Regions from separate parts of the Mus musculus genome. Here region 2 is linked to region 1. Evidence: chromatin contacts called from public HiCAR-type data. All regions are on one chromosome and are shown on one strand. The core of a region is the stretch at or near the end of the contact, and the rest is flanking DNA. Distances in the headings are between cores, read along the strand shown.

Region 1 (4,152 bases), core at 1,096-3,595:
GAGTGTCTTTTTCTTGCAGGTGGTTTTTAGAGCCTCTCTATCTACAGCTCTTCCAAATATGTCAAGAGGACTGGTTGCAGTATACAACAAATAACAAAATGATAAGATGCCCAAGCCCCTTCAATTAGATAGCACTGATTGACAGTCTCCCAAAGAGGCCCCACCCGAATTAGACACTCAACAGGGTTGACTGACTGACGAGAACTTCAGTGATGGCAGAGATGTTAGAATGCTACAGGGCCAGAACCAAACTCTCGTGGTCTGTCGTTAGCCCTCTCAATAGCCACATATTGTCACCTCTGCACACACAACCTTCTGACTAGTGGGTAAATCCTTTTTGAAGGGATGAACAACTCTCAAAGCCTCCACAACCCCAAAGCTAAGCATATCAGGTAACCTCTGAGACCTGTAGCATCATTTTCTCATTTTGTTGAAACTCTCTCTACCTGATGTTGCCACCAAAATATTTCAACACTGTGTTGACTTGTGACTTTGTTGTCACTAGAAAAACTTCACGGAGCTGTTACCTTGTTGGCATTTAGGCATGTGTGTTCCCTGGCTATGGTCGCTCATATTTGGCTCCAAAAGAAACTATTTATACTGTCTGAGTTGAAAGCTGTATTTTGTTTTTTAAAGAAGCATTGACAATAGCATAGTATTTACATATAACCAATGTATGTGCTGCAGATCTTAATCAGTAGATGATTATAAGTACCTAACATGATGTAGATAATATGTAAATAGATACCATATTATTTTTAGGTAATAATTACGTAGAAAAAAATCCTCTGCTTATAATCAGTGCAGATTCAATCCCCTCTTCCTTCCCCACAATATTTGCAAGATTGGCTGAGACCCAGGATATAATGTATATGGAGGACCAACCATATTTCAAGGAGGGATATTCTGGTCTCATGTATTAGACACTCATCTGTACCAGACTTTCTGGACACCACCAGTAGGCTAAACTACATACCACTGTGCTAACTACAAGGGTGGCTATGATTTCTTCATCACAAAAGTCACAGAGTGATCACTGTTAATGACTCTGGATCCTCGATAGCTATGGTCAGAGGCTCGATCAATGTTTGCTGCATCGAACTACTTCATTGTTAACACTGAGTTGCTCAATAAACAGTTGCTACTTCGGATGGCTTGAGGATGAGACGGCCACTTCTCTCTCCGGTGTTCACAGGAAGGGGAGCATAAATGCGATCAACAAGCTGACATCGTGGCACTTAGCAAGATGGAAACCAGAAGAAGTAGGATGGGAAGGAGGTTAGGGGGGCCGAGGAGGTTGCGGGGGGGGGGGGGAGGACACATGCTCTAAACCTGATAATCCAGAGGCAGCTTTACCTGTCCCCTCACTAACAGCAGCAAATGTTTTCTGCAAGCCAGAAACAGCAATAGAACAGAAAATTCCCATGCAAGATTACACCAGAGGTGAAGTCCCTTCTGCCCCCATGATGGCCTCTCATCGAAGCTTCCATGGGGACCCTCTTTAAATACTGACACCAGCATGCCAATTAAGAGCCTGGTTTGCAGAGGGACAATGGAATAGACTGGGCTTCATTTTCCACCTCTGGCTGAAAAAAGCAATGGGCAATGGAGTCTTCTTGAATAGCCCATGTTACACATCCATCCCAGCTATAGAACACCAGCGCCATAGATAACAAAAGGGGATAAGAGATGGGGGAATCAAAAATTGCAGAGTTCAGCTGCCACGGGGGAGGGAGGACCCCAGAGACCAGCAGACTAACCTGTTTGGACCATTTCTGGAACTTGTTAGCCCACATCGTCAGTGACGGGCAATGATTGCTGCCTCCCAGAACCCACGCAGCACAGTAACTCTCAAGCTTTCTTCTTCTGCATTATTAATCACGCACGTGGAGCCTGAATTAGCAGGTCCGGGTGTTAGCTTTACGTGCAGACTCTGCAGTGTACAAATTAAAGAGGTTTGCTCTGTTCAGTGAAAACACACTATCCATTCCCCACCCCACCCCCGCCTTACATTCCCCCTCACCATTGGCATTCTAAGCATGTTTTGTGTATTTTTAAGAAGTTTCCGAGTAGGTCAAGAATGTTAAACCCTTCCCCATGACAATGATTACTCTATGGACTGTGTACACATAGAGAAAAAGATATATATACACAGTGTGTGTGTGTGTGTGTGTGTATGTATGTGTGTCCTCGGTGTCTCAGCCTTGTGGATTCCAGCTTCCTATTGTGTTTTAGCCTTTTACTGGTCGTCTCTTTCTCCTGCAGAAAGAGATTACAAACACAATCCCAGGACTTGCAAATAGAGTGCTGGGTGTCTTTTGTTCAGCTTCCTGTCCAGTTGTAACAACCTTTGTCATGGTAATGAGCCACCAGCAGTTCCTAGCCTGCAAGTTCTCTCCAATGCAAGGCAGTGAGTGCTGAAATTCTGGTGAGGTTATGGTTCCCTTCCCTGCCTGCTTCTGCTGTCCCTGGATAAAGATGGCTGGAAAAGTGGGCCCTCCCCTCTGCTTCAAATGCCCAAGAGTTCTCAGTGGAAGTGGATAGTTTTCCTGGTTTTGAAGGGTTCAGACCAGAGATAGCAAAGAATTCTGTCTGGGAATCTGAAAAAGAAAGTATGCTGTGCTCACTTCATCTAGCTGCTCTTGAGTAAGGGCTACAGTGGTGTGTGTGTGTGCCTGTGTGTCTAGATGTGTGTGTGCCTGTGTGTGTGTGTGTGTGTATGTGTCTTATGTGTCTGTGTGTATCTGTGTGTGTGTGTGTGTCTGAGTGTGTCCATGTGTATCTGTGCATGTGCCTGTGTATATATGTCTGTGTGAGTATATCTTTGTGTATATGTGTCTGAGTGTGTCTGTGTGTATTTGTGTGTCCATGTGCCTGTGTGAGTTTGTGCCTCTCTCTCCCTCTCCCTCCCTCTCTCTCTCTCTCTCTCTCTCTCTCTCTCTCTCTCTCTCTCCCTGTGCCTGTGTGTTTGTGTGTGTGTGTGTGTGTGTGTGTGTGCCTGTGGATGTGTTCCTACTCTAAATTGGATTTTTCCCAGTTGAGACAGAGTGGCTTTCATGCCTCAGTCAACAACCTATGCTATGTTTGGCATTATCTTTGCAGAGGGGCACAAAGAAACACAGGGACTGGGCTCATCCCTCTGATAGGAGTTTGTGAGGGTGGCAAAGCCTTTCTCCTCATGTGGTGAGCTTGATTTGGGGGTATAAAGTGCTGGATGAGAGTCACCAGTCTCACCCGTGGCTTCCAAAGCGCATGGGAAAGAGTAGTAGTGAGTAGATTCCTGAACAAACTATGAGAAATGAACTTCCACAAGGGGGAGGGGCCCTGAGGGACACGAACTGCGGTGTCACCCTGCTTTTATGGATCTTACACTTGGGGTGTGATGGGGGTCCTTTTCTGAGAAGCAGGCAGACTTGTAAAACTGCATGCCTATGTCCCCTGAGCCATTGCACTAGAGGTTGGGAATATGGGAAGGAAAACTATGCTATCTCATTAAAGGGCTAGTTATTTTACCTCTCTTTTTAGCGTGGCTGAAGGTGAATCTGCTCCTCGGTGGTTCCTTGGCCAAGTGATGGGTATGACCCTGGATGGAATGTTAGGTCTCCACCAAGGCCAGAGATTAAAGTCTCCTGACCAGAAAAAGTTTTCCTTAATGGACTTTTATTGCCACAATAACACTTGAATGTTTATTTTTCATGTGTTATGTGTTTGTAACCTTTGGGCTCTTCTGCATACTTTGAAATACACACTGCCATAGCTACAGCCACTCTTCTGTGCTACAAAATGCTGGAACTAATTACTTACTTACCTATATTTCTAAACATATAATATGACTTTTGGGTTACATTTCACCAAGGAATAGACCGAGAAATACTTATTTCTGACTTTAATCATGAGAATGCTGCCTGAATTTCAGGTAGGGTCCTAAAACTTAATTTCTTATAAAAGTTACTTCTCTTCTTCTGTTGTGGCTTTAACTAACTAATGCCTGCAAGCCACAACGTTGTCTCTGCTAAAAACTACCGACATCCTAAGAGTTTACAAGATGACTTCATCTATATCTGTTTTTTGCTATGTATGAATCATTTATTTCATCAAATTCATGCCTTGTTAATTCGATGGCTTTCTTTGTCACAAAGCACTCACTGCTGG
Region 2 (3,904 bases), core at 368-2,867, 690 kb after region 1:
ATTATGTAGCCCTTAGGTTGTCTGTAAATTTATAACGATCCTCCTAAGAGCTGAGGTGTTTAACACCATTTCCAGCTTTTCATTACTCTTACATTTATTTACTCATTGTCTCTTGTCGGTCTGCCCGTCCGTGAGGCTGAGTACAATTGCCCTGGCACCTGTGGGTCACAGGGAGTTGGGCTTTTCCTTCTACCATGTAGTATCCATGTAGGGATTGAATTCAGGTTGTCAGGCCTGGGTTCCACTTAGCTGTCTCACCGGCTCTCCCAGTATTTTTCTTTTATTGAGATAGGATTTTGCCCTGTAGCCCAAGCTAGCCTACAACTCCCTATACAAATGATCCAGCTGTTTCCAAACTTCCGCTGTTAGCCAGCTTAGTCTTCCCGAGTGCTGGGTTTATAGATTTGAACCAGGAAGTGTGCACATGCGCAAACACACACACACACACACACACACACACACACACACACACACACACACACGCACACGCTCACGCACATGCGCGCTTTCCAGTGCTGGGTAAGAGGCCCAGACCATTGCTTTAAATCCAGGACTTTACCACTGGACCCCACCTAGGAATTCCTTTTCTGGTTTTCCTGTTTAACCTCCTCTTCCTCTAGGCTTTCAACCAAGCCTTCTTTGCAGCTACCGTTTTGCTCCTAAAATAAAGTGCCCATAGAAGAAGAAAAACTGCTGGAGTACAGACATTCAGATTTCCTCCAGACTGCCCCTCCCCAGCACTCAGTCCTTCTGCACAGCTTTGCAATCTAACTGATGCGCTGCTAAGATTCCTTGAATATGCACACACCTTGATGCAGGCCACCTGTCTACTTGGTTTTGCTACACTTCCGGTTTCCCCAGTGTTCTGGGCATAAACCCCTCTTTTATTTGAAAGCTGAGACCAAAGACAGCCTCCCAGCCCCTTCCAGGAAGTCTTCAACCCACTGGATTCCCTATCTGAGTCTGATGGTATTTTTGTAATCAAACCGTAGCCATTTATTCGTATGTGATCCTATACCATGTATGTTAATATTTACATCTTTTAAGTTTTGTTGTTGTTCTAACTCCACTATAAAAACAAAAACAAGGGTCATTTCTTTTCTCTTTCTCTCTCTCTCCTTTTTCCTCTCTCTCTCTCTTTTCATCCTGCCTATTGTTTTTGACACAGGTTCTGGCAAATCAGTGGTCCTCCAACTGACAGAGATCTGCCTACCTCTGCCAGCTGAGTCCTGGGATTAAAGCCAGACATTGCTATGCCCAGCTTGGCCCTTATATCTTAAAAAGAATCATGGAAAAATGTAAAAATCCAGGGACAGCGAGCAATATACGTATTTTACACACTGAGAAACACTGAGACGTACCCTGGAGATACAAACTTATGGCAGAGCCCGAGTTGGCCCCCATTGTTGAATCCCTATGGTAAGTTCGCTTGGTACCACAACACAGACATAAGCTATAGCTGTGAGGGACTGTCTATATAAACATGTAAATAGGGAGTTTGGGGAGATGAATCTGGAAAGGGGTTGCCGTTGTGGTGATCCTAGTATATGACCCTAGTGCTCAGAAGGTGGGGTTAAGGGAATCAGGATTGCTAGGTCATTAGCATGCCCCTCCCCCCATCCCAAGTAGCTAGTTAGAGGCTGCCAAGGGTTAGAAGAGACTCAGGAAAGGAAGAGAGGGAAGGGGAGGGGAGGACAGAGGGAAGGAGGAAAGAGTGTGGGTGGGAGATGGGGAAGGGGTGGGAGGGAGGAAATGAGAAGCTAATCCCTTGATGGCTCACACCTCTTACCCAAGTCAGCCTGGGCTGCAAATAAGACCCCTTTGAAAAAAACCAAGGAGGGAGGGGAAAATGAATGTAAAAAGTAGCTTCTAGCTGAAGTGGCCTCAAGCTTTGCAAGGTTCATCCCCTGGCGGGGTTACAGTGCCTACACACCAGCGTTTCTAGCCAGACCTAGGTGTTCATACTCATAAGCCCAGCGACTGCAGAGACTAAGGCAGTGGGTGGCAACATAGGGAGGCCCTGCCCAGATAGACAGATAAATAAATAAATAAATAAATAAACAAACAATCATTTGGAAGGTTGAGTTTAAAGTGCACAGATGAGGACAAACAAGCACTCTGTTGAGAGTCCCTTGTCTGGGTGCGTGTCTTTCTGTTTCAGGTTGACTGCTGCAGTGTTCTGTTGTCTTAGTCAGGGTTTCTATTCCTGCACAAACATCATGACCAAGAAGCAAGTTGGGGAGGAAAGGGTTTATTCGGCTTACACTTCCATGCTGCTGTTCATCACCAAAGGAAGTCAGGACTGGAACTCAAGCAGGTCAGGGAGCAGGAGCTGATGCAGAGGCCATGGAGGGATGTTCTTTACTGGCTTGCCTCCCCTGGCTTGCTCAGCCTGCTCTCTTATAGAACCCAAGACTACCAGCCCAGAGATGGTCCCACCCACAAGGGGCCTTTCCCCCTTGATCACTAATTGAGAAAATGCCTTAGAGTTGGATCTCATGGAGGCATTTCCTCAACTGAAGCTCCTTTCTCTGTGATAACCCCAGCTGTGTCAAGTTGACACAAAACTAGCCAGTACAATTGACCCCTTGTCAACTTGACACACAAACACATCACTAGTAAGCCTCAACCCTTACATTCTTATTCATCCCCAAGATCTAAATAACTTTAAAAGTCCCACAGTCTTTACATATTCTTAAAATTTCAATCTCTTTAAAATATCCATCTCTTTTAAAATCCAAAGTCTTTTTACAATTAAAAGTCTCTTAACCGTGGGCTCCACTAAAACAGTTTCTTCCTTCAAGAGGGAAAATATCAGGGCACAGCCACAATCAAAAGCAAAAGTCAATCTCCAACCGTCCAATGTCTGGGATCCAACTTACAATCTTCTGGGCTCCTCCAAGGGCTTGGGTCACTTCTCCAGCCAGGCCCTTTGTAGCACACGCTTCATCCTCTAGGCTCCAGATGCCTGTACTCCACTGCTGCTGCTGCTCTTGGTGGTCATCTCATGGTACTGGCATCTCCAAAACACTGCATGACCCCTTCAGTCCTGGGCCATCAATTGCAACTGAGGCTGGACTTTCACCAATGGCCTTCCATGGCCTCTCACAGTGCCAAGCCTCAGCTGCTCTGCTCAACTCCTTCATGCCTTCAAAACCAGTACCACCTGGGTGACCCTTACACATTACCAAGTCCAGCCACAGCACAAGGTACAACTTTGGCTATATCTGGAACACAGCCACTGTGCTCTCAGAAAACACTTCCCAGAAGATGTCACCTCAATGATGCTGGTCTCTTCTTAATCACCGCTAATTTCTTAGCTCCAGCTAACCAGCATCAATAGTCCCAGTAATGCAAAGTTTTTGCTTTGGTAGTTCTGGTATCTTGTTAATCACAGCTGATTCTTCAGCCCCAGCTAACCAGAACTACAGAATCTTCACATTCAAAACAGCAATGGCCCTGAAAAGAGTCTTTAATTTTCCCTCTGAAATTTCACAAACCAGACCTCCATCTTCTGCAGTGTTCTCAACATTATCTTCCAAGCTCCTACACAACATCCGACAGAGCTCTTAACAACGGATGGATCTTCAAGCCCAAAGTTCCAAAGTCCTTCCACAGTCCTCCCCAAAACATGGTCAGGTTGTCACAGGAATACCCCACTCTGCTGGTACCAATTTGTCTTAGTCAGGGTTTCTATTCCTGCACAAACATCATGACCAAGAAGCAAGTTGGGGAGGAAAGGGTTTATTCGGCTTACACTTCCATGCTGCTGTTCATCACCAAAGGAAGTCAGGACTGGAACTCAAGCAGGTCAGGGAGCAGGAGCTGATGCAGAGGCCATGGAGGGATGTTCTTTACTGGCTTGCCTCCCCTGGCTTGCTCAGCCTGCTCTCTTATAGAACCC

What was found. HiCAR-type assays count read pairs that join an accessible place to other places.
Region 2: a HiCAR-type map of embryonic stem cells shows a contact between it and region 1, with 8 times the contacts expected there. The contact joins two enhancer-like sites. A contact is called at or near these places in 2 of 39 promoter capture datasets (cranial neural crest and liver), 1 of 484 Hi-C or Micro-C datasets (embryonic stem cells) and 9 of 115 datasets of contacts at active chromatin or transcription factors (bone marrow-derived macrophages, embryonic basal ganglia, embryonic forebrain and 4 more).

Annotation. Positions count from the first base shown.
Region 1 is chr13:44,016,641-44,020,792 of GRCm38.p6, forward strand. It overlaps Gm33489 (a long non-coding RNA gene), which reads right to left. Exons shown (of 4, transcript XR_382281.3): 2 at 1,761-1,933. Among named protein-coding and RNA genes, the nearest start is that of Gm33489, 26 kb to the right of the region's middle. Within about 2 kb of position 2,346, at least 46 of the 459 cell types and tissues checked have an H3K27ac peak or open chromatin away from gene starts, as enhancers often do. A contact at or near this core is called in embryonic stem cells, where this site is marked.
Region 2 is chr13:44,710,439-44,714,342 of GRCm38.p6, forward strand. No RefSeq gene overlaps it. Among named protein-coding and RNA genes, the nearest start is that of Jarid2, 19 kb to the right of the region's middle. Within about 2 kb of position 1,618, at least 18 of the 459 cell types and tissues checked have an H3K27ac peak or open chromatin away from gene starts, as enhancers often do. A contact at or near this core is called in embryonic stem cells, where this site is marked.